Linked DNA regions of Macaca mulatta: regions 1 and 2 are each linked to region 3. A link is a contact called in public Hi-C data. All regions are on one chromosome and are shown on one strand. The core of a region is the stretch at or near the end of the contact, and the rest is flanking DNA. Distances in the headings are between cores, read along the strand shown. Region 1 holds the start of ZNF165 (zinc finger protein 165). Region 2 holds the start of ZSCAN16 (zinc finger and SCAN domain containing 16). Region 3 holds the start of ZSCAN31 (zinc finger and SCAN domain containing 31).

What was found. A called contact is a pair of places that touch in the nucleus more often than the background predicts.
Region 1: a contact with region 3 is called in a Hi-C map of liver, with 2.8 times the contacts expected there. The contact joins the promoter of ZNF165 here to the promoter of ZSCAN31 in region 3. A contact is called at or near these places in 2 of 14 Hi-C or Micro-C datasets (fetal cortex germinal zone and liver).
Region 2: a Hi-C map of liver shows a contact between it and region 3, with 4 times the contacts expected there. The contact joins the promoter of ZSCAN16 here to the promoter of ZSCAN31 in region 3. A contact is called at or near these places in 2 of 14 Hi-C or Micro-C datasets (blood and liver).

Annotation. Positions count from the first base shown.
Region 1 is chr4:155,311,107-155,315,757 of T2T-MMU8v2.0, forward strand. ZNF165 (zinc finger protein 165) reads right to left here and starts at 2,522. Exons shown (of 4, transcript XM_015135770.3): 1 at 631-2,522. LOC106997866 (a long non-coding RNA gene) reads left to right here and starts at 711. Exons shown (of 4, transcript XR_001444146.3): 1 at 711-1,359; 2 at 3,981-4,220.
Region 2 is chr4:155,249,909-155,254,518 of T2T-MMU8v2.0, forward strand. ZSCAN16 (zinc finger and SCAN domain containing 16) reads right to left here and starts at 1,920. Exons shown (of 4, transcript XM_015135772.3): 1 at 1,796-1,920; 2 at 672-1,066. The coding sequence starts at 1,058. The region is part of intron 1 of LOC702796; the gene reads left to right.
Region 3 is chr4:154,989,203-154,993,957 of T2T-MMU8v2.0, forward strand. ZSCAN31 (zinc finger and SCAN domain containing 31) reads left to right here and starts at 1,862. Exons shown (of 6, transcript XM_078000749.1): 1 at 1,862-2,268. The region is part of intron 1 of ZKSCAN3 (zinc finger with KRAB and SCAN domains 3); the gene reads right to left.

The sequences.
Region 1 (4,651 bases), core at 1,272-3,771, 320 kb after region 3:
GAAATCCGGTAGAGACCACAAAGCAGAACAGAGGCGTCAAGGGGCATGCTGGTAAAGGCTCCCATAGTACCTTGTGTTTCTCAAGGGTAGGTCAGTGTTGGTTTCACTGCATCCTCGGCACACAGGAAATACTATTTACCGTGTCAATAAATTTCAGGACAAGCCGGGGTTGTCCCCAAGTGTCCTACAAAAGGGCAGTTACTCTTCCCAAGGGAAGCAGGGGACTGGGGATGGTCGTCACAGCAGTTTCTTTTGGCAGACAATAACAGATGCGAGACATTTGACACCCCTCCCCGTTCCACCTGGCTGGAATGGGCAACTCCTCTTACCAGTGACCCCAAATTCAGGATCAGCAGGACAGCCCCCACCCCACGCCACCACGCCCTCTCAGCGCCCCACTATGACGTCACGCGCGGCGGAGGTAACTATGGAGACCGCCAAACCCTCACTAAATACGTAAGCGCGCCTGCCCTCCCAACGCCGAAGCTGGTTCCACCTTTCTCCGGGATTCCTCTGAGGTCCAAGGTCTGGTCACCCAGAGGCTGCTAATTTCAAAGGCAATATGAGAGGGACTGGATGTTTGGAGGGGGAAACAGGGCTGGACGTCTGGGTCCCCAAACCCGGACTCACCTCTCCGACAGGGCTGATTCCGATCGGACACTTCCGGTGGAAGGACTGAGCGGCACTACACTTCAAGGATTCCGTCCACAGGGACTTGTGAGTCTGCGCAGAAGACGGGATGCCTTTGGGACTATGATTCCGAGAATCCTTCCTGGGTCGCTTCAGGCGCAGACTTTTCGCCAAAGTCCTGAAGCTCTCAGGGCTTGAAGGAGAAGGCGTCTTTTTTCTCCATTGTAGTAGTGTGTCTCGCTAAATAACAGAGGGGACTCTCGAAAAGAAAATGACGTTGGCCGGGCGCAGTGGCTCACGCCTGTAATCCCAGCACTTTGGGAGGCCGAGGCGGGCGTATCACGAGGTCAGAAGATCGAGACTATCCTGGCTTGCAGGGTGACACCCAGTATCTACTGAAAATACAAAAAAAAAAAAAAAAAAAAAAAATTGCCGGGCGTGGTGGCACGCCCCTGTAGTCACAGCTGCTTGGGAGGCTGAGGCAGGAGACTCGCTTGAACCCGGGAGGCGGAGCTTGCAGTGAGCCGAGACCGCGCCGCTGCACTCCAGCTTGGGTGACAGAGTGAGACTCAGAAAAAGAAGAAGAAGGAAAAAAAAAATATTTACACTCGAGCACAAATTTTCTCAGCAAAGCAATTTACTTCTATAGAAGGGTGCGTCTCACGGATAGAGCAATGGCTAGAGCACACCTGATCAAAGGAAGGGAAGGAGTTCTTATCCCTGACGCAGGTAGTCCCTAGTGCTGTGTCGTTCCCGTGCTGGCTAGGGTTGGGCCGCACAGTCTAAGTTAATTCCGATTGGCTATTTTAAAGAGAGCAGGGGTAAGAGCCGGGGTGGTGAGGTGAGTAGTTTCGGCGCGAAGGACGGTTACGGAACAGGTGACTAAAGGTGACTCAGGTCAGAGCAGGTCACCGGGGTGACTCACGACAGAGCAGGTGACTAGGGGTGACTCAGGACGGAGCAGGTCACCAGGGAAACAGATGTGAACTACTGATTAGAACTGGCGGAAAAGGTCGTTTACTGAAACTAGAAGCAAGGAGATGAGGAAAATGAGGAAGTTAAACTTTAAAATGGAGAACAAAGAACTGAAGGTACTGACATACTGGTTCTTTGAAGAGAAATTTAGAACGCACTGTATTTAACAAGGAGTTCAAGGCCAGCCTGGCCAACATGGTGAAACCCTGTCTCTACTAAAAATATAAAAATTAGCTGGGTGTGGTGGCGAGTGCCTGTAGTCCCAGCTACTTGGGAGGCTGAGATAGGAGTATCGCTTGAACCCAGGAAGTGAAGGTTGCAGTGAGCCAAGATCATGCCACTGCACTCCAGCCTAGGCGTCAGAGCAAGACTCCACCAAAAAAAAAAAAAAAAAAAAAAAAAAAAAAAAAAAAATTTATTCGGGAATAGGAAATTGCATTAAAGAATAGACTTGCCAGAGTAAACTATGTTTCTATTCAGGGAGGTAAGGGAAGACAAAGGTTTTTAAAGGAAGAATGAGGAGGTTTATGTGATTGTTTAAAATCATTATCCTTGACTACAAAGATTGGTAACAAGGATGACACCAGTCTGAGGTTAGACAAACAGTTGCTGGGCAGATGTCCTTGCAGAAGTATTTTTGGTGTAAGGTGGGTTTTGCAGTCATATGTGATAGTTTTCTTATGAGGCGTACAAGCCTGAGAAGGGCTATGAAGAGACCCTTGAAGAGACCCTGGCTCTATCTGTCAGATTCTTGCTTTTGTTTTTATTTTTTAACACTAGTGGGCCGGGCGTGTTGGCTCACTTTTCTAATTCCCCACTTTGCGAGGCAAACACGGGAGGATTAATTGAATTCAGGAGTTCGAGACCAGCCTGGGCAACATAGCTGGGACCTTGTCTCTACAAAAATTTAAAAAAAAAAATAATCGAGGGTTGTGGAGTGCACCTGTACTCCCAGCTACTCACGAAGCTGAGGCGGGAGGATCGCCTGAGCCCAGGAAGTGGTGGCTGCAATAGTGAGCTGTGATTGCACCACTGCACTCTAGCCTGAGTGACTCCTGCCTCTATTTAAATCTCAGACGGTGAAATTGAAGCCCACGCAACAGGGATGCAACTGAAACTTCACCTCCTCTGCAAAACCTTCCTGCATTCCCATGCAACTTTTCTTCTAAGGCCTTGTTTGATTCATCGCCTTACTCCAGTGGAACTCAGATATTCAAAATGGTATTAATTATAACCACTGGCTGTCATTGGTCCATGCGTGGCCTTAAAGTGTGAACATTTTTTAATCCATTACCTGATCTATAAGAACTATAGATTGACAACAACTTAGATTTAATACTACTCTTTTTCTAGTCCCTCTCTGTACTACCTCTCATCTGAGGAAACACTATCACAAATTTTGTATTTGTTGTTCCCTTGCTTTTTAACAAGATGATTCCATTAGATATGTACTGTTTTGTCCCTCGAAAGTGGTGGCAGGGGAGTTCACACAAGGGAGTGCCCAAAACTGTCCTAGTTGGGGCTGGTTGGAATTCCAAAGAAAGAAGCACTATGTGCCAAGGTGATCAGTCTAAAGCATTTATTGAGGGAACTTACATCGTGTTGCAGAAATCCTCCCCATGGATAGGAGAGAAAAGGGGTGTTCTACCTAGATATGTCTGCAGTGAGGGGGTCAGGGTATGGAGTTTATATGAGGGTTTAAAGAATTTGGCTCAGGGCCAGAGCTAGTTTCTTTCAGTGTTTTTGGCGACAACTTAGATACCTTTATCAGTGCCTGAGAATGTTCAAGACCCAAGTTTGGGTTCAAGCATGCTGGGAAAAAGCTGCAGCTGGCTAGGTCAAAGAGAGGTCAAGGCACTCTGATTTTCAGTCACAGAATAGTCAAGGCTCTATGATTTCCAGTCAGAGATCCTGCAATCCATTTTCCTGATTGGCTCTTACAATTTCACATGCCCATCTCTTCCTATATGTTCCCTGAGCTGGTCAGAAAGGGTGGGATCGTCGGCAATTTCTTTCCCCTGGCTTTATGAAACACAGCAAACAAAACCTACGCTAACAGTAAATACAAGTGCACATGACAAGATCTAAAATCACATTTTCCAAAACGCTTGCTAGCAGAGCTTTCCACCAAGGACCCCATCCTGGAAAACATGACTTTGTGTAGACCACTTGGCATACTCTATGTGGTCAGTAAGCTGTAATTGCTTTTATAAGTGAAGGATGGATTGATTAACTTCAGCTTCTTTGTCTGGAATATGCACACAATGTTCACTTTTGAAAAGGGCGCAGGTTCCCCCTTGCACAGATGTCAGCATCTCTAGGGCCATTTGGTTTTGTAGACAACTTTTTTCATTGATGCTTTTTCAATGTTCAAGGCCTCCATACCATGTTTGGCATCATGCAAAGCTGTGGAGACGAATCTCTGAAGGGCTTCCAGCTTCTACGTGATATCAGAAGAACCTACTGGAGGCACAAATATAGTCAATAAGTAATCCCACCAAGAAAAAACAGACCTACTCCACTGACTTCTCCAGATGGACTCATTGAGGGATACAGGAATGGTGTCAGAGATTCTGGAGTCATCCAAGCCACCCCAGGGGAAGCCTGGGCCGGAGGTTAGTAGCACAGAGCCACTGGGTACCATTTGGGGCAATTCAGTATATTCCTGGCCTACAAGACTGTTTGTGACAAATCAATCTGTGTCCTTAAGGATAATGGTGTATTGGCATTGGGCAGTTGGGAGGAAACCTAGGTACTAGAATACCTTAGGCATTACCTGAATGTCTTTAGCGTGATTAAGTTGTTCCTAACAGATCTCTGCAACTCAAGAGAGCATCCTTGCTGTAGGGATGAGCTAAAGAAAGCCATCCCACATTTGCCAGTATGATCTCCATTGCCAGAAACTGGTGCTCTTCAGGGCAGTTTTCACTTTTATGGTTGCCTCCTGTGGGACATGTTTAGGGAAAAACTTAAATTTTGTCTATAGTTGTTCAATGTCATATCTCAATCACTCACATTTGCATGTGTGGTGTTAGATGGATCTAGG
Region 2 (4,610 bases), core at 670-3,169, 260 kb after region 3:
TCTCTTCTTTCATTGATCTGCAGAAGTCCAGGATCAGAGCACTGGGATTTGGAAGGTAGCTTAAAAATCATCTAGCCCAACTTCCAGCAAATGGGAGCATTTCTTCTATAACCATTCTGTCTGATATGGTAGTCACTAGCAAAATGTGGTCACTGAGTACTTAAAATATGGCTAGTACAAATGAGATAAATATCGTGGGTTAAAAATATATTTCACCTGTTTTTGTTTTTTTAATGTGGCTACTAGAAAATTTAAATACATATACAGCTTTCATTACATTTCTGTTGGACAGGTCTATTCTGCAATATCCTTGACATCTACTTGAATCTCCGCTTGAATACCTATATGGAAAGGGAGTTTCTTATGGGGTAGCCTATTTTATTTATGGGTATCTATGAATGGCAGAAAATTATTTCTTTTCCTCTAATACCTGATTGCCTTTTGGTAACTTCCCATTGATCTTAGCCTTCCAAACAGGCATAGAATCAGTCTAGTGACTCTTTTTCTCTTTACCCAGCCACACTTTAATTATTTGACATAGGTAGTCAGGTCCTTTCCTATGCCTTGTTCTTTAGAGTATAAATATTTTGAGATGTTTTTTCATATGCCTTTTGCTTTGGCTCCATCCATATGCCCTTATCACTCACAGCCAGATGACTGCCCCTTCACACCTGCTTTCCAGGTTCATCAAGCTCTCTCTCCAGATCCTCCAGCACAGTCACTGCCTCCTCTCCAGTCTCTGGATGGTGTGCCTGCACCCATGCTTGCAGGTCTTTAGGAAGAATGCTCAGGAACTGTTCTAGCACCAGCAGGTCTAAAATCTGCTCCTTGGTGTGGCATTCTGGCCTCAACCACTGACGGCAGAGCTCCCACAGCTGGGTAAGAGCTTCACGGGGTCCAGGTGCATCCTGATAGCAGAGCTTCCTGAAGTGCTGTCTACAGAGTTCCCTCCTGTGAGGACTGCACTTTGGTGAGCTGGAATCCTGTCCCCAGTAATGGTCTTCTGCCTTAATTATCGGAAGTCCTTTTCGTTCCTCAGGTTCCAGGGCTGTGGTCATTCTGGGCTCTGTCAGGAGAGATTGAGTCAAAGAGAATCTCTTAGAATCCTGCCTCAGAGACACTCCTAAGGCATAAAAAGTTGTTACCATAGAGAAATTACAAAAATTGCTGTGAACATAAACACATCATAATGAAGCCAAGCCACCAGAAGTCAATCAGAGAAAACAGTCTTATAGGAAGCTGAAAACAACAACACAAAACAATAAACAGTGATGCAGGGACATGGTTTGAATCTGTGCTCTATTGTGTAACTTGGGAAGTTATTTATTTGGACTAGAACTACAGATCCTCATGTACAATTCTCATGTGTGTTACAGGGTTGATACATAGATTACATGAGAACGTATGCAATGTCTCTGGCATGGCAGCAGGCACTAGTAAGCACTAAATAAACACCAAGTATTATTAACTGCTTTGTTAAAAGGCTCTTCATTCTGTTACTATGAGATGCATGGGCCATTTGTGTCCCCAGGATTCACTGGTTATAGGATATGTGTGCCAGCCCTGGAAGGGAATCAGATGCCTCTGCAAAGGAACCCGCAACCAGTGTCCCCCTTCCACCCGTCCTCTCCCAGAAGGTCGGGCCAACTCCTCTCCCGTAGATCTGTTGGGGGACGGAGGGAGGGAGAGGAGTATTACACTCTGCCCGCGACAGGGAGGTGTGGGGAGGGTGTTGCTGCTGACCACAGCTGCGCCTTGTCCCCTTTTCTCCACCTGGGAGCCGGGAGACACTCACCTTACGCGCGGGGAGGAACAGGTGCAATAGCTAGCGTCCTTTGGACAGCCCCGAACAAAGACTAGACTCAAAAAGACACCAATCAGCGCCCGGCCGCTTCAGCCGGGCACTTCCGGGCCGCTCTAGGAAGCTTCGCCTCTGTGGCAGCTTTAGGGCTTGCCTCCTCAGCCCTAGGCAGTGGAGGACCCGGGTTCTACACCTCGTATTGATGGGATTGCGGGGCCTGCAAGCAAGTCTTATTTCTACTTTTTAAAAATGTTTTCCGGTTTAATTATTAAATAAGTAATATGGATAAGTAATGCATTCACATACATTTATTAAAAAAAGTAAATGTCCCCCAGCGTCTAGTTTGACAGTATTTTTCGTGACTTGTATATCCTTCCATAGATACATTACACCGTTATAGATTGTCTGCGCTTTTTCCCCTCTGCATAAAGAGTAGCATTTCTGTAACTTTCTTATTTTTCTTTTTACCAAGTGATCTTGGTAAAGACTGTACATAACTGTTTCCTTGATCTTGGTCTTTTTAAACAACTGCACAGTATTCAACTGTGTATTATGTGCCGTAATATATTAATAAAGTACCCCCATTGGTGGCCATGAGGTTGTTTCCAATTTTTCTTTTTCAAACATTGCTGCAATAACTTACCGTGAACTCACATTTTTCATGTGTAAGGATATATCCATAGTCTGCATTTCTAGAAAGGGAGTTACTACAGCATAGAAGAGGGAAATTTGTACTTTTGTTAATGCCAAATCACCAATCATAGAATCTACTAGCAATATTCTTATTTACCTATATTTGTCAACACAGTGTTATAAAATATTTTGATCTTTGCTAAACTGATGGTTGAAAAATGCTCTTAGTTTTTTCCTCCCTCTTCCCGTTTCTTCCACAAATATTGACTTACCTACTATGCCAGGCACTATTGTGGAAGCTGGAACTAATTTTGAGCAAAACAATGCCCTTTCTTTCATGGAATTTATAATCGTGTGTGTGTGTGTATGTGTGTGTGTGGTGGCAAGGCAGGCAATAAACCAAAAAAAATATAGTGTATAGATGGTGAATATTAGTGCTAAGGAGAAAATAAAGGAAATAGGGAATTTGGGGTGAGAATGAAGTGATACAGTTTAAATAGGATATTCATGGAGGACCTGACTAGTAAATTGACATTTGAGCAAAGATTGAGGGAGCTGAGGGAATGGGCCATCAGGAATAAAGATGTTTCAGGGAGAGGGATAACAAATGCAAAAGCCTGGAGTGAGGTGTGTTTTAAGTAATTTGGGCAAAGGAAGGATACTTGTTTTTCTGGAGCTGAGTGAGCAAAAGAGCATTGGGTGGAGAGAGAGTGAGAACCTTCGGTGAGTGCAAGGGTATTTTTACTCTAAAATGATAAAATGCTAAGCTACTGAAAGTTTATTTTCTTTTCTCTTTTCTTTCCTTTTCCTTTTTTTTTAAGTGATGGGTCTCATTCTGTCACCCAGACTGGAGTGCAGTGAGTGGTGTGATCATAGCTTACTGCAGCCTGAAACTCCTGGGCTCAAGTGATCCTCTTGCCTCAGCCTCCTGACTAGCTGGAACTACAGGTGTGAGCTACACAGCATGGCTCATTCGAGATTTCTGAGTAGAGAAGTAACATGATTAAACTTGGGTATTGAAATTATTATTTTGGCTGCTATGTTAACAGTAGACTTGAATGTGAAGGGGTTGGGCAAGGGCAGAAGCAGGGAGACAGGTTGGAAAACTGGACTGGGAAGGGGCTTTTTAAGAATAACGCAAAACCCTAAAGACATAAAACTGAAAAGGCCATGGAGGAAAAGATAAATGAAACTGGTCTTGTAAAATTAAAATATTTGAATGAAAAAAGTAAAAATAAAATATAAATTAAAAGTAAAATATGCCACACATCTAAAAGACACAGCTGATTTTCCTTATATACAAAGACCTTTTATCTTACCAAAAAATAAAAATATGAACAAGCCAATAGAAAAATAGACAAAGTACTTAACCTGCATGCATTTATTGTCAGGCCTCTGACAATATGATACAAAGCCATCATAACCCCTGTGACCAGCAAGTATACATCCAGATGACCTGGAGTAACTGCAGAACCACAAAAGATGACATTCCACCATTGTGATTTGTTCCTGCCCCACCCCAACTAATCAATCGACCTTGTGACATTCCCCCCACCCCCGACAATGAGTCTCATGATCTCCCCACCCTGCACCTTGTGACCCCCGCCCCTGCCCACAAGAGATAACCACGTTTAACTGTAATTTCCCACTATCTACCCAAATCCTGTAACACTGCCCCATCCCTATCTCCCTTTGCTGACTCTCCTTTTGGACTCAGCGCACTTGCACCCAAGTGAAATAAACAGCCTTATTGCTCACACAAAGCCTGGTGGACTCTCTTCACACGAACTCAGATGACATTTATAGAACACAAAACTAAGAATAATGAATATGAAAAGATTCACTAATAAGAATTTAAATAAAACAAGAAAGATGTTTAAAAATCTTTCAGATTGCTAAAGACAAACAATTTATAATATTCAGTGTTAGGAAGTGTATGGATATACGGGCATACTTAGTTGTACATTTTTAGAAGGTAAGACTTATTTAGAAGGTGAGAAGTTGTCCATACCCCTTGATTCAAAACTTAGCTTCCTGGATTTATCTATATAGAAATGCTTACTTAAATGTTTGAACGTATGTACAAAGAAGCACTGTTTATTTAAATTGGGAAACTCGAATGCCTAATATTTGGAATTTAAATTTCTATATGTCTATTCATTAAAATACCACCCAG
Region 3 (4,755 bases), core at 612-3,111:
TGTGGACTCGGCAATCTACTGGTCCCTAAACCTGAATAAGTTTCCGGGCAGAGCTGCATTTATTGACAGTTATGAAAGCTGGTCAGTGAAAGTGAAACCTGTACCTTCGGACCTTGGCATCGGCCGCTTGGCTCCCCGCTTATGCACTGTGTATGTCTCTCCCATGCCTGAGGACAGGCTGGGGTGGATGTTTTGCACGGCTTGGCAGCTGTGCCATCTATCATGGATTTGATAGACCACCTGACAACAGAACTGGGATGGTGCCACTGTGTGGTGGACTTGGCCAATGCATTCCTCTTAATGGACATTGCTCCAGAGAGCCAGGAACACTTTGCCTTCATGGGAGGGTGATGATGGACTTTCACAGTATTGCTGCAGGGATATATGCATAGCCCCAACATATGTCATGATCTTATTAATGATGTTATTATATTAACCTCTGATTCTCTTGCAGATTTAGAAGCAGCAATGCAGCCTCTTGCCTGGAATTGGGATGATGCGGCTGAAACCACCTTCCTGGCAGCCAAACAGGCTATTCAGCAGGCACAAGCCCTATGGGTAGCTGATCAGGGGCACCCATTTAAACTTGATGTGCATGTGACCACAGATATTTTTGACTGGGGCTTACGGCATTGCACAGAGCTCTTTAGAATGCCAGTAGATTTTTCGTCCCAACTTTGAAAAGGAGCTGAGCTCCGGTATTCCTCGACAGAGGAGTTAGTAACTGCATATGCTGCCCTTTAGACTCATGACAGCCTGGCAGGATGGGCTACAGTCGTTGTGCGCATGACTTACCCAACAGTAGGGTAGGTATGCTCATAGGTAACAACCCGCACACTGGGATGGCACAGACATCCACTTTTGCAAAGTGGGGTGCCTAAGCCTACACGGAACAGCAAAGTATGCTAAGTCAAGTCCCTTAGCAGCACAATTACAAGAAGTCTTAGTACCTACTATCCTAATGCAAGATAAGGCTATGGGACCTGAGGCACCCCTAGACCCTGAGCCTTCATCTTTTAAGGAAGGGCATCCCTGCATTCCCAATAGGGCGTGGTACACAGATAGGTCTAGCCAGGGTGCTACTGCTGCCTGGACTGCTGTTGAAGCCCAGCCTAGTACTGACACCCTACGGTTTGATACCAGGTGTGGACAAAGTAGCTAATAAGCTAAACTCAGGGCAATGTAAATGATGATCACCAAGAAGGTGACACCTATGGTAATCTGCACCAATAGCTGGGCAGTTTATCAAGGCTTAACCTTGTGGCTAACTACCTAGAAGTTACAGAAGTGGTTAGTCACTGACCTATGTAGGGCCAGGCCATGTGGCCAGACCTATAGGAGAAAGGATGACTTCCTCTAACCAGGTATGGGGACAAACGGTAACCTGTTGTTGCCTGCCCCAATGCCCCTAAAGGTAGGTAAGCAAAAAACCTGGCTTAATATATAAAGCAACATCGGGGTAACATCACCATGGGGTGGTTGCCTACTATAACCTGAAATTATTGCTCCCTGTATTACTACTGTGGCCCGAGTGCCTACAGCTTATGTGTCAATCCTCTATGTATACACTGGGCCTGTGTGCCCAGAGCCTATGTGTCAGACTTACGTGTCAAGCCTGTGTGTATGTATCAGCCCTGGGTGCTGAAAGTGTATATGTCAGGCTTGCGTGCCAAACCTATATATTGGGCCTGTGTACCTAAAAACTTATGTTTCCCTCGGCCAAGGGGGTGGAGTGTAAGGTAAAAATGGATGTGCTTTGGTCAAGAACAGGCTGAGGCAGATATGCAGGCCAGTGTGACTCAGCGAGTCTCCAACGCAGGCGCACCACTCCACTTGTTATATAACCTGTTTGTGTAAGCTCATACTTGGCTCACAGCCACTATTGTGTGTAAATGGTATAACTGCCCTGCTGACACTGTACATAGGACTCATGCCCAGAGAGAGAGGGAAAAACTGCTGACCTTGGAAGAGAGAACTGGCCGTCTTGCAGACCGACAGAGGGGAGCCAGGAATTAACAAGTGTGCCAAGGAGTATAGCTGTAAGTGTGGGAGCGGCAGAAGCCACAGAGCCAGTTGCTGAGAAGGGCTGTGGTAAAGGAGGCACCCGAGACAGAGGCAGACAGTGTGAGAGCTGCAGCAGCTGCTGCTGACTAAAATCATATTTTACCTGTCTACAGCCCCAACTGTTTTTTCAACTATCTGCCACCTATCCAACAACTCCCCTCGGACCTCAGTATGGGCTGGAACCTGACACTTGGCATGACAGTGGTAAGTACCATATACATATTGGCTAACAGTATAATTCACTGATCTTTCTTTTTTTAAAATAAGAGTAGGCCTGGTGGTTCTGTTCTTGACCTTTTCTTTTCTCTATCCACAGTCTTCCCCAGAACTATGTTTAATCACTTGCAAGGTTTTAACTTCTATTTCTAGGCTGTAGACTCCTGATCCCTATCCTGAGTTGCCTCCCAGATAGTCCTATACAGAAATCTTGCAAACAAATCCAATTCAATATGCCCCAAATTAAACTGATTTTCTTGCCTCCTAATCTACTCCTTCCTCAGTATGGTATTCTCTAGAAACAATAGCACCAGCCACCAGGTTTCCTCAGAGTCATTACTTTGTAATGGATGATTTCTATATTTTAGGAGGGAAAAGTAAGATATTCTGAAAGACAGCCTATCCCAGAAGCCATGAGACCTGGGCCTGATCTAAGAGGGAAGGGAAACCTGAGATTCCTGTGAACCAGCTGGGACTAGACTTTAAACTAGAAGTGAGTGACTGCAAAATTATTTGACTGGACTCAGATGTCAGTAAGTCTGTCTTTACTCAGTGGAATGGAGAGGCTAGAAAATGTAAGGCTGGGCCGGGCGCAGTGGCTCACGCCTGTAATCCCAACACTTTGCGAGGCCGAGGTGGGTGCATCACAAGGTCAAGAGATCGAGACCATCCTGGCCAACATGGTGAAACCCCGTCTCCACTAAAAATACAAAAATTAGCTGGGCATGCGTGGTGGCAGGCGCCTGTAGTCCCAGCTACTTGGGAGGCTGAGGCAGCAGAATCACTTGAACCTGGGAGGCAGAGGTTGCAGTGAGCCGAGATCGTGCCATTGCACTCCAGCCTGGCAACAGAGCAAGACCGTCTCAAAAAAAAAAAGTAAGGCTGGTAGAGGTTACAAAGGGAAAAACAATTCCAGATCTGTATCCTGAACCTCTATTCCTCAGGCCAACTCTCTATAGTTCAAAGGATGGTAGGGAATAGAAGGAAATTAGGAAACTGAGAGAACCCATTGATTGTTACAAATGAAAAGTACCAGAAAACACTTCCTCCTAATAAGTTGCCACAAGAGATCTGGGGCACTGCTACATGAGCTAATAATACCAAAATAAGTGACCCTAAATCTAATCTAGTCTTTAGATCCAAATACCAGTGTACAGGCAAAATATAGGAAAAAATTATATTAAAGGCTTTCAAACTTTGTTACATATTAGAATCACTAGGGAACTTTTAAAACTCCTAATGCCTTGGGTACAATCAAGATCAATCAGGCTGGGTGCAGTGGCTCACACCTGTAATCCCAGCACTTTGGGAGGCTGAGGCAGATTGCCTGGAGTCAGGAGTTCAAGAACAGTCTGGCCAATATGACGAAACCCTGTCTCTACTGAAAATACAAAAATTAGCTGGGCGTGGTGGTACACACCTGTAATCCCAGCTACTTGGGAGGCTGTGGGCATGAGAATCACTTGAGCCTGGGAGGTGGAGATAGCAATGAAAAAAAAAAATCAATTAAATCACTCTCTGGGGGTGGGACTCAGCATTAATAACTTTTAAAACTTTCTAGGTGATTCTAATGTGCAGCTGAGTTTGAGATCTAATAAGTTAAAGATACTAAAAAGAAGCAATCGACCAAATCCAGAATGTGAGGCATTTTATAAAACAGAAGGTTCAAGTTCCTCAACAAATAAATGGTATTTTTACCAAAAGGAGTGGGAGGGAATGGGAACAGTCATAGATTAGGAGACTGAACAGACTTATCAAATAAATGCAAATGGTGAACCATATTTGGACCCCACTGAAAACAACTGTAAAAAGACTGTAAAAAAAAAAAAAAAAAAAAACTGTAAAAATATTTGAGACAATTATTTGAAAATCAAGATAATGATATCATGGAATTACTGTCAATTTTGTTGCGTGTGATGATACTATGATTATATCAAGATAAAAGTCCTTATATATAAGAAATTGACACTGAAGTACTTGTACTTGTGAGTGAATTAAAATGTTTCCATCTGCAATTTGTTATAAAATGAAAGAGAGGAGGGATGTAATGAGGAAAAAAAAAGAAATAAAGAAAGAGGGGGAGAGGGAGGGAGGGAAAGGAAGACAAAGGAGGGAGAGGGAAAAAAAGGAGAGAGGGAAAGAGGGAACAGGTAAAAGGGAAGGAGGAAGACAGAAGGGAAGGAGGAGGAGAAGGGAAGGAAAGAGAGGGGAAAGGAGGGAAAAGAAGAATGAAAATGACCAGAAGATGATGGCTGAAGCCGAGTCATGGTTATATTGGTGTTCACTGTAACATTCTCTCTACAATTAAATGTGTTTAAATTTCTCTCCAAAATTTTAGAAAATTGAACAAAGTCCTAACTTCCTTCCTTCCTGAATAATACAGTCAAAAAGCATTAAGGTAGGGTCAAAGAAGGCAAGAGAGAGCCACAGCCCAACCCAGAGTGAATCTGGAGCCCAAGTGGAATGAGGAGGGTG